2 separate regions of the Zea mays genome follow, and region 2 is linked to region 1. A link is a contact called in public Hi-C data. All regions are on one chromosome and are shown on one strand. Each heading gives the region's core, a stretch centred on a gene start, on an enhancer-like site or on the middle of the called end of the contact. The rest is flanking DNA. Distances are from core to core; before and after follow the strand shown. Region 1 holds the start of LOC100191186. Region 2 holds the start of LOC111946235.

The links. A called contact is a pair of places that touch in the nucleus more often than the background predicts.
Region 2: a contact with region 1 is called in a Hi-C map of tassel, with 1.9 times the contacts expected there. The contact joins the promoter of LOC111946235 here to the promoter of LOC100191186 in region 1. A contact is called at or near these places in 5 of 25 Hi-C or Micro-C datasets (ear, leaf, leaf mesophyll and 1 more).

The regions. Positions count from the first base shown.
Region 1 is chr3:164,629,659-164,633,729 of Zm-B73-REFERENCE-NAM-5.0, forward strand. It overlaps LOC100191186, which reads left to right and starts at 1,696. Exons shown (of 4, transcript NM_001196816.1): 1 at 1,696-1,797; 2 at 2,174-2,359; 3 at 2,488-2,652; 4 at 3,024-3,301. The coding sequence starts at 1,792. The coding sequence ends at 3,080.
Region 2 is chr3:164,782,510-164,786,580 of Zm-B73-REFERENCE-NAM-5.0, forward strand. It overlaps LOC111946235, which reads left to right and starts at 1,745. Exons shown (of 2, transcript NM_001360701.1): 1 at 1,745-3,548; 2 at 3,890-4,071. The coding sequence starts at 1,796. The coding sequence ends at 3,400.

The sequences.
Region 1 (4,071 bases), core at 446-2,945:
GTGCCTTTTGCCGCTCCCCACACCATGCGCGGGCGGCGGCCTTCCGGCCTTGAGAGCCGCGGCTGGCTGATCGAGGAGAGCCACCCGCCGGCCGGGTGTCGGGCGCCGGACGGGACGGAGGCGAGCGCGACGAGCGGCGCCCATCCTCGGGTGCGTGTAAGTGTGTTCGAGTTCGACAAGGGCACGCGCGCGACAGGGCACGCACACACACGCACTCATTGTCTACCATCGTGTGCGGTGGCAAGGACTTGGTGCCAAAAGCCGGCAACTTTACAGTCGTTACTGGACAGTGGACACAGGTAGAGAGACCGAGATTTGAGAGACAGACAGAGGTGACTGAGGGCAGGCAGCGACCACAGAAAAGACGAGCATCATCACTGCGCTAGCGCTATGGACACTAGCAACTCGGAAAGCGAGGGCTGGTGGCCAGGCCTGCCCCTCCTGCACACACCATGCACGGCTGCCCGATTGTTTTTATTTTGACTCTTTTTTTTAAAAAATAACGTATGCCTAGATCCGTGTCATATGTCTTGGTGATGATGTTTCAACCCTGTATTGCCGTGCCTCCGTTTTCTGGTTGCCGCTTGCTCTTCCTCTCTTCTCCGTCCTACTCTCTCCGTCCACATATATTTGTCACTACGGTATTCGTATGGCTCAAACTTTCTGAAATTTAACTGGATTTATAAAATATATTAGCAACATTTATATCTTCGAAAAATTTTACTATAAAAGTAGATTCAAAGATCTATCTAACGATACTAATTATGTACTATAAACATTCTATTTTCTTATATAAGGGGGTGTTTGGTTTATAGGGACTAATTTTTAGTCCCTACATTTTATTCCATTTTAGTTGCAAAATTGCTAAATATAGAAACTAAAACTCTATTCTAATTTCTAAATTTGGCAATTTATAGTCTAAAATGGAATAAAATGATGGGACTAAACATTAGTCCCTACAAACCAAACACCCCCTAAATGTGGTCAAAGTTAAAAATGTTTGACTCCTCGAAAAATAAGAACGGCCAACATTTATGGACGAAAGAAGTACGCGCCTATATATATGCTCATCGATCGCTGCCCCAGTTCCGACCCTGACTCCAACCTAGACCCTCATAGTCAGTCGGTGGTACGAGAAATAAATGAGGTCCATCTCAAACGGGATGAGACGGTTTAAATTGGAGCTCGAACTGTAGACTGTGACTGGCGTTAAACCGTATAACTTCAGTGTTATAGATCACGACATCTCTCCACATGGTTATACCCGTGTTAATGGATTGTTTGGTTGTTGCATGGAGATTGGAGGGTATTGAGTGGCATATAATTCCTTGTAAGTCAAAATAAGTAGTAAAGGATTATACCACCTTCAATCCCCTCCTATCTCTATGCAACCAAACAAGTGCTAATGGTCTCATCAAATATGTGAACGTAAACTTTTTTGGGGAAAAAGAATCTAATATAAAAGTCGGCACGGCTGCGGCATGAGTAAACTCTTGTGACTGGGGTGGGGTATTGATACTCATTGCCTGCCTGCCCGGGCTCGGCTCATTGAACGCTAGCTGCTGCTTTGGGCGCTCGCTTTTCCTCGAGGGCTTTCTGAAAAGTTCGGGTACGTGTGCCCCCACATTCTCTTCGGACAGGCCTTTCGGCTATGTATAGAGGAGGAACCCCTGTGCTCCGCTGCCCAATTCCAACCCCAGCTTTGACTGCCCTCGCTTGGTGCTCAGTTCTTTCCTCTGCTCCTCCGCCTCTTCTCGCACCTCGGCACCTTCTTCGGCAACTGCGAGCGAGATGGAGGTGAGCCGAGAATGCGTGTCTTTGTTGGGCTTCTTCTCTTGTTTTTTTGCAACAGCGAAACTAAACTATACGCCATGTCCTTGCTAACAGAGAAACAAGCCATGACAGTTGGAACATGCTCGTTTTACATATACATAGTAGACTAGTTATCTTACCTACTGTGAATCTGAAATATATAGTATTGCCGTAACAGTGTTTGTTTTCTTTTCAAACAAGCACGTACGTGTCCTACATTCACATACAGTTTTTTTTTTCTTTTGCTTCCAAACTTCCAGAGAAGAAGATTACACGAAACTGTATTGCATTCTTCAGTCGTACTGTTCAGTCGCCCACCACCAGTGGAGTAAAAAAAAAGTTTCGTTTCGTTTTCTGCCAGGCGCAAGACGACTGCAAGTGGCGGCAGATCCCGGCGTTCGGCGACTGGAACGTGTGGGACGGCGACATGCCCGTCACCCAGTACTTCCAGGCAGGGGCCTTCTTCTTCGCGGCGCCGGCGGAGAAGGGCGACGCGGATCTCTTCAAGGTGCCCCAGTTGCCTGCCAAGCCCTACGGCTACAAGAAGGTGAAAGAGCACTGCATCCATTTCTTTCATCAACTCCCCAGCACTGTTTCATACTCCGTGCCGTGCAGTCTGCACTAGTTAACAAAGGTGGTACTGACAATTCTGTGTCCGATGCCTGTCCTGTGCAGTGCGTTGTTCGAGTGAAGGGGGAGAAAGAAACCGCTGTGCCGCCGGCGGCGAGGAAGGGACGCAGGAGGCGCTGCGTGAGCGAGCAGCACAAGTGGAAGCCCAAGGGAGCTGTGGACGAGGACCTGTACAAGATCTCCCCGCAGCTTCTCTGCAAGGTGAAGAAGGCAAGTGCCCTGTAATCAAATCCTCCCTAGCTAGTTTGCTCTCAGATCAGTGCGTCTCTCGCTGCATGCACCCAACGTGTAGCTAAGTGGGGTTTTACCTTTTGTCTAGTTCTCGTCATGTGACTGTCCTTTATCTAGCCTAAGCTGACCCCTTTGCAAGTAGCTTTTGTTTGGATAGCATTAGATAGAACATCTACATTTGCCAAAGATGTGACCTTTTTTTCAAAAAGAAAGAAGCTTAAGCGCTTCATTTTTTTCACAGCATTTGGACGGCCTTTTGTCAAAGGCCATGAGCGATAAAGCTGGACTGTAAATTCAAGCGAGATTTTAGGCGAGGATTTTATTCTCATGACCTGTTCTTCGTTCTGCAGAAGAAGCTGCTGAGGAATTTGCTTGGAGGGTGCCTCGGCTTGGGCTGCATCGCCTGATAGTGAGAGATGCAGAGCTTAATAAGTTTCTTGAAAGTTCGCTTGCTTGGTGCTCTGGAGAGAGTTGTATAGTTGTCTACGCTAATATGAGATTAATGGAAACTTACTACTGCTTCTGCACTCGTTTGAATGTAACACTAGCTTGCATTCCATCTTTCCTACGGTTGCTTCAGTGCCTGACTAAGGGCTGTTTGATTCTGAAAATGTATAAATTCAGCCTTATTGTCTTTCACAGGTACGAATTGGACCTTCATTAACTAATGTGTTCAGCAAGACTTGTTAGCCCAAGTTGAATGGTTCAGGCAAGCTTGTCTGTAACCAAGGGCACCCCTGTCTGTAAACCCCTATTCAAGCTAGTCATCAATGTACGACAACTTTCCTGGTCCTGCATCCCATGTTCCCGTTTATCTTTTCTCTTCTCTCTCCTTATCTCTCACGCTTTACTAGGATAGTGTCACTGGGCATTAATAATATGTGGAGCTAGTTCAAACTTGCCACAACCTTTCGTTTCTCTCATCCCCTCCTTCCTTTGTGAGCCCCGGAGGAGAACGTGAGATTTGGGCTAAAAAAAAAGATTAAACCTATAAGTAAATTCCGAAAATAAGTACTCTGAGCGCTTCGATTCAAGATATTGGAGATCATACCTCTCATCCCCTCCTTCCTTTGTGACCGTTGATGCCGCGATCTTTGTCTCAGAGGGCATTCAGCATTGGACCCACCAATATATTCCGAAAGCTTTGACGAGATTAGATTTAGTTGGTCAAGCTGAGCATAACATAGAAGCAATAACATCCGATATGGGAGGAGGAAGAAAAGGATGTGTGACAGTAAATTAGGAAAAAAAATCATGATCTAGTACCATGTTAAAAGTGGCAAAAAACAATATTCTCATGAGGGTTGTACTCATCTATATATATAGAGATGTACATAAGAATGATTTACATGGTAGTTGAGATTAGACAACATAACCCTAAGGTGCCGTTTTGTTCAC
Region 2 (4,071 bases), core at 495-2,994, 150 kb after region 1:
CACGCTTCTTCCTTCCCCCTGCCCAAATGCATGCAAATCCATTGGCCTGCGATTCAGTGCACACTCTCTTGCATCGCCAGCGTCGTTGTCTCGCTGATGCCTGCCTGCATCCGTCTCCGCCGCCGTAGGAGCGAGGCCTGTGACGCGGTCTCCGTCCGTTCCATCGTGGCATGGCATCATCCCGTCCCCTTCGCGGGCCGGAGAGAGAGAGAGAGAGAGAGTGAGGTGTTGTCTGAGAAAAAGACCATGATTCGACATGGCAGATGCTGACTAGTCCCCTCGTCTCTCTCTGGGTATCACCATTCACCAGTCACTACCCTACCTCCCTACAGCGAATAGCAATACCGGGTCTGGGTGGATGGTCACACTGTCCATGTCTGCAGTGCAGACAGACAGAAGATGCCTCCTCTCTATCCTACCGGCTGCAGTCTCGCCAACTAATTCCTCGGTGCAGCTTAGCTAACCAACCCCTCGAATCTTTAATCATTACTAGTATTTTTTTCTCTATCGAATCCAACAACGAAACGAAGCGATATAGTTTTACTGGTAGTCGAAAGAAGTAGATCTGGACATCTGGTGAGCTAGCGTGTGCATGATTGGGTGGCACTGGGGGTTCAGGTACGCATGTGACGAGTCCGGGGCAATAATTCTCGGTCACAAGCGGACAGGATGATGCGCATGGAGACCCAAAATCCCCTGTTCGACTAACCCGACAGCTCAGGAATATCTGGATCGCAGGAGATGCCATGCCAGTGCCACACATCGCTTGCTCCCGGCCGGGGTGGTTTTGGTACTAGTTGCACTGATGACTGGTTCGTCGCGGTCTAAACTTGACCCGGTTGCCCCCCTCCTTTTTTTTCTTGCTATAATTAACTGTTAAAGCTCGTGTGAGTTGTGACCACTGCTCCAGGAAAGGATAGCCGCTGAGATGCTGACACGCGGGTCCAGCTGAGAGGTGGGGGTACGTCCTACGTGTCAGTGCTGGAGTGGGGAGTGACGGGCAACAGCGACGTGACCGGACGCGACGCGATTAGCGGGCGCATCGCATGTGCGAGGGAGGAACGATGACGGTAAGGAGACAAGACAAGCGTATCAACTGCAGCTTCCTGCAGGCTGCCGGGGTGGGTTGCTGCAGTAGGTGCCGCTGCTGGCCAATGCCAACGAGCCATTTGCCCGGTTGGCCGTGGTCACCTGGCGTGGCTCTTCCGGCCTGTGGATTATGTGGGCGGAACCGCGGAAGGATAGGGATGGAGCCTGGAGGAGGGGAGAGACGCGTCCGGTGACGTCCCCTGTCCACCGTTTTGAGTAGGAGCGCTGTCAACGTGGCGAGGATTCAAGGAGGACAGACAGTCCAGGGCAGGTTGATCACAATATCAACTGTTTGTTTTAGGTAGGAGCCCTGACAACTTGACATCCGACACCGTGACATTGAGGTGTGCTCCGGAGGCTTCTCTCGGATAGTTTTATTTTGGAACTTGATTGCTGGTCGAGGTGAAATATATATACTCCATGTCCTGATTGCCGTGCTACCCAGAGGCCACACTGCCTGAAAAGAAAAGAAAAAAAAGAAAGATGTAAAAGAAAATAAAAGCAAAGGAAAAATTAAAACCAAATTTGGGCTGAATTCACTGATGGCCCGAAACTGTACCGTAGACCCCAACCCACACATCGCAAGAGAGGCCCAGCCCAGAAGTTTTCAAAACTCCGACGTATAAAAAAGACCCCAGACCCACAGTCCCCTCCTCTCTCTTTCCCCCCGTGTCAGTGTGTCACGCTTCGACCACGCGGCGGCGCCATGGCGGCCCAGCCCATCCGCAAACCGCACTTCGACCGCATCGTCCGCGCGCTCGCCTCCGACCACCCGCCACCGCCCCGCGCCGAGCTGCACGCGTTTCTCGTCCGCTCGCACGCCGCGGCCACCGCGCCCGCCCTCGTCCGCTCGCTCCTCAACGGCGCCATCAGCCGCCTCTCCAAGCGGCGCCCGCGCGCCGCGCTCGCCTTGCTCCTCATCATGCCGCGCCTGCCCGTGCGCCCCGACCACTTCACGCTCCCCTTCGCGCTCAACGCCGCCGCGTCGCTCCGCCTCCTCCCGCTCGGCGCCTCCCTGCACGCCGTCGCGCTCCGCCTCGCGCTCCTCCCGCTCCGCCTCCCCGTCGCCAACGCGCTCGTCGACCTGTACGCCAAGTGCGAGGAGTTCCCCGCCGCGCACGCCGCGCTGGCGGACATCCCCGCCCCCGACGCGGTCTCCTTCAACTCCCTCCTCTGCGCGCACGCCCGCAACGCCTCCGTGCGTCCCGCCGAGTCCCTCTTCGCTGCCATGCCCACCAGGACCCAGGTCTCCTGGAACGCCATGGTGGTCCTCTACGTCAGCGCTGGTGACCTCGCGGCCGCTTGCCGTGTGTTTGACGAAATGCCGACGAGGGACACGGCCTCGTCGATGGTGCTCATTGTCGGGTATTGTAAGTGCGGGCTGGTGCAGAATGCGCGTGAGCTGTTTGACAAAATGCCTACAAAGGATCTCGTGGCCCGGACGGCCATGATTAATGGTTATGCACAGACTGGGCGGCCAAAGGTGGCACTCGCTTTATTTAGGGATCTGGAGGCTGCTGGGATTGAGCCTGATGGAGCCACAATGGTTGGGGTTATCTCTGCAGTTTCACAGATAGGCAGCACGGAGTTGGCTGGGTGGGTTGGAGCTTACGTCGACAGGAAGAAGATCGAAAGGAATGAGAAGGTTCTTACAGCACTAGTAGATATGCACGCAAAGTGTGGCAACATTGAGCAGGCACTGAGTGCTTTCAGGGAGATCCCACGACCTGATGCCTATCCATACACAGCACTGATTAGCGGCCTGGCAACACATGGACACGAAAATCTGGCACTTTCAGTGTTCGAAAGGATGCGGGCTGAAGACATCAAGCCTCACCCTATCACTTTCGTTGGTGTGCTTACAGCATGCAGCCACGCAGGGAATGTTGAAAAGGGACTGGAGTATTGGGAGGCAATGGTGCAGGATTATGGTATTGAGCGCCATGCGGACCACTATGCCTGTGTCATTGACATGCTCGGGCGTGCAGGGAGGATTGAGGAGGCTTTCGAGATGGTTCAAACGATGCCGATGGGGCCACATCCGGGGGCTCTTGGTGCACTCCTGAGTGCCTGCAAGACATATGATAACGTTGAGATTGCAGAAGTTGTCGCAAACAAGCTATTTGAGTTGGAACCTTGGAACACTGGGAACTATATACTCTTGTCAAACATATATGCTGGGAAAGAACTCTGGGAGGAGGCAGAAAGGGTCAGATCACTGATGAGAACAAAACTGCCATTTAAAAGTCCTGGATCCACTTGGTTTGAGGATCGACAGAGAGAGCATGCTAAGATGTCTATCATGGACTGAGGATGAGCAGAAACACCACTTTCTGGAGATGGTGGAAGCTAGGAAGGCTGAAAACATAGCTATTTGACAGTCAGCAAAGCAGAGGAGCTTCGTATCAGTTTGCCACTAAGGTCCTATGTATAGGCACTGGTCAAGGTGATTTCCTATAGTAAGTGTACAATGTCTCCCAATGAACCTAGGTAGGTTGCAATAAAGTTCTTACATATAGAATAGGTGTTATAGCAAGAGATTCAAATATATGATTCCCTGAACATTTAGTAATAGGAATTGCTATGAAGTAGTAAAGGATTATTTAGAACAATCACTCCATATGAATTAGTGTACATTGGTCTTGATTTACTGATAAAGTATGAGCATATTCACATTCACTGCATGAAATGGTTATTTACAACTAGAATAGCTCTATTCTGCATGCTGAGTATCCACTTGTATAGAAGGGAGTTCCTCATTCATAAATAGCATACTAATTTGTGCACATTTTTTTTTCAGGTCATTTCTCATCCTAGCCTCACTCTCTCGATGGCACGAGCTCTAATTCATCGATCTTGGGACCAGTGACCTCCTTGACATCATTCAATCCTCAATGATCTTGAATGTTGGCACAACCTTTATACCCAGTTTCTTTACTGAAAGCTGCAAGTAGCATGCGCGGGAGCTTTTCAGCATGTCAT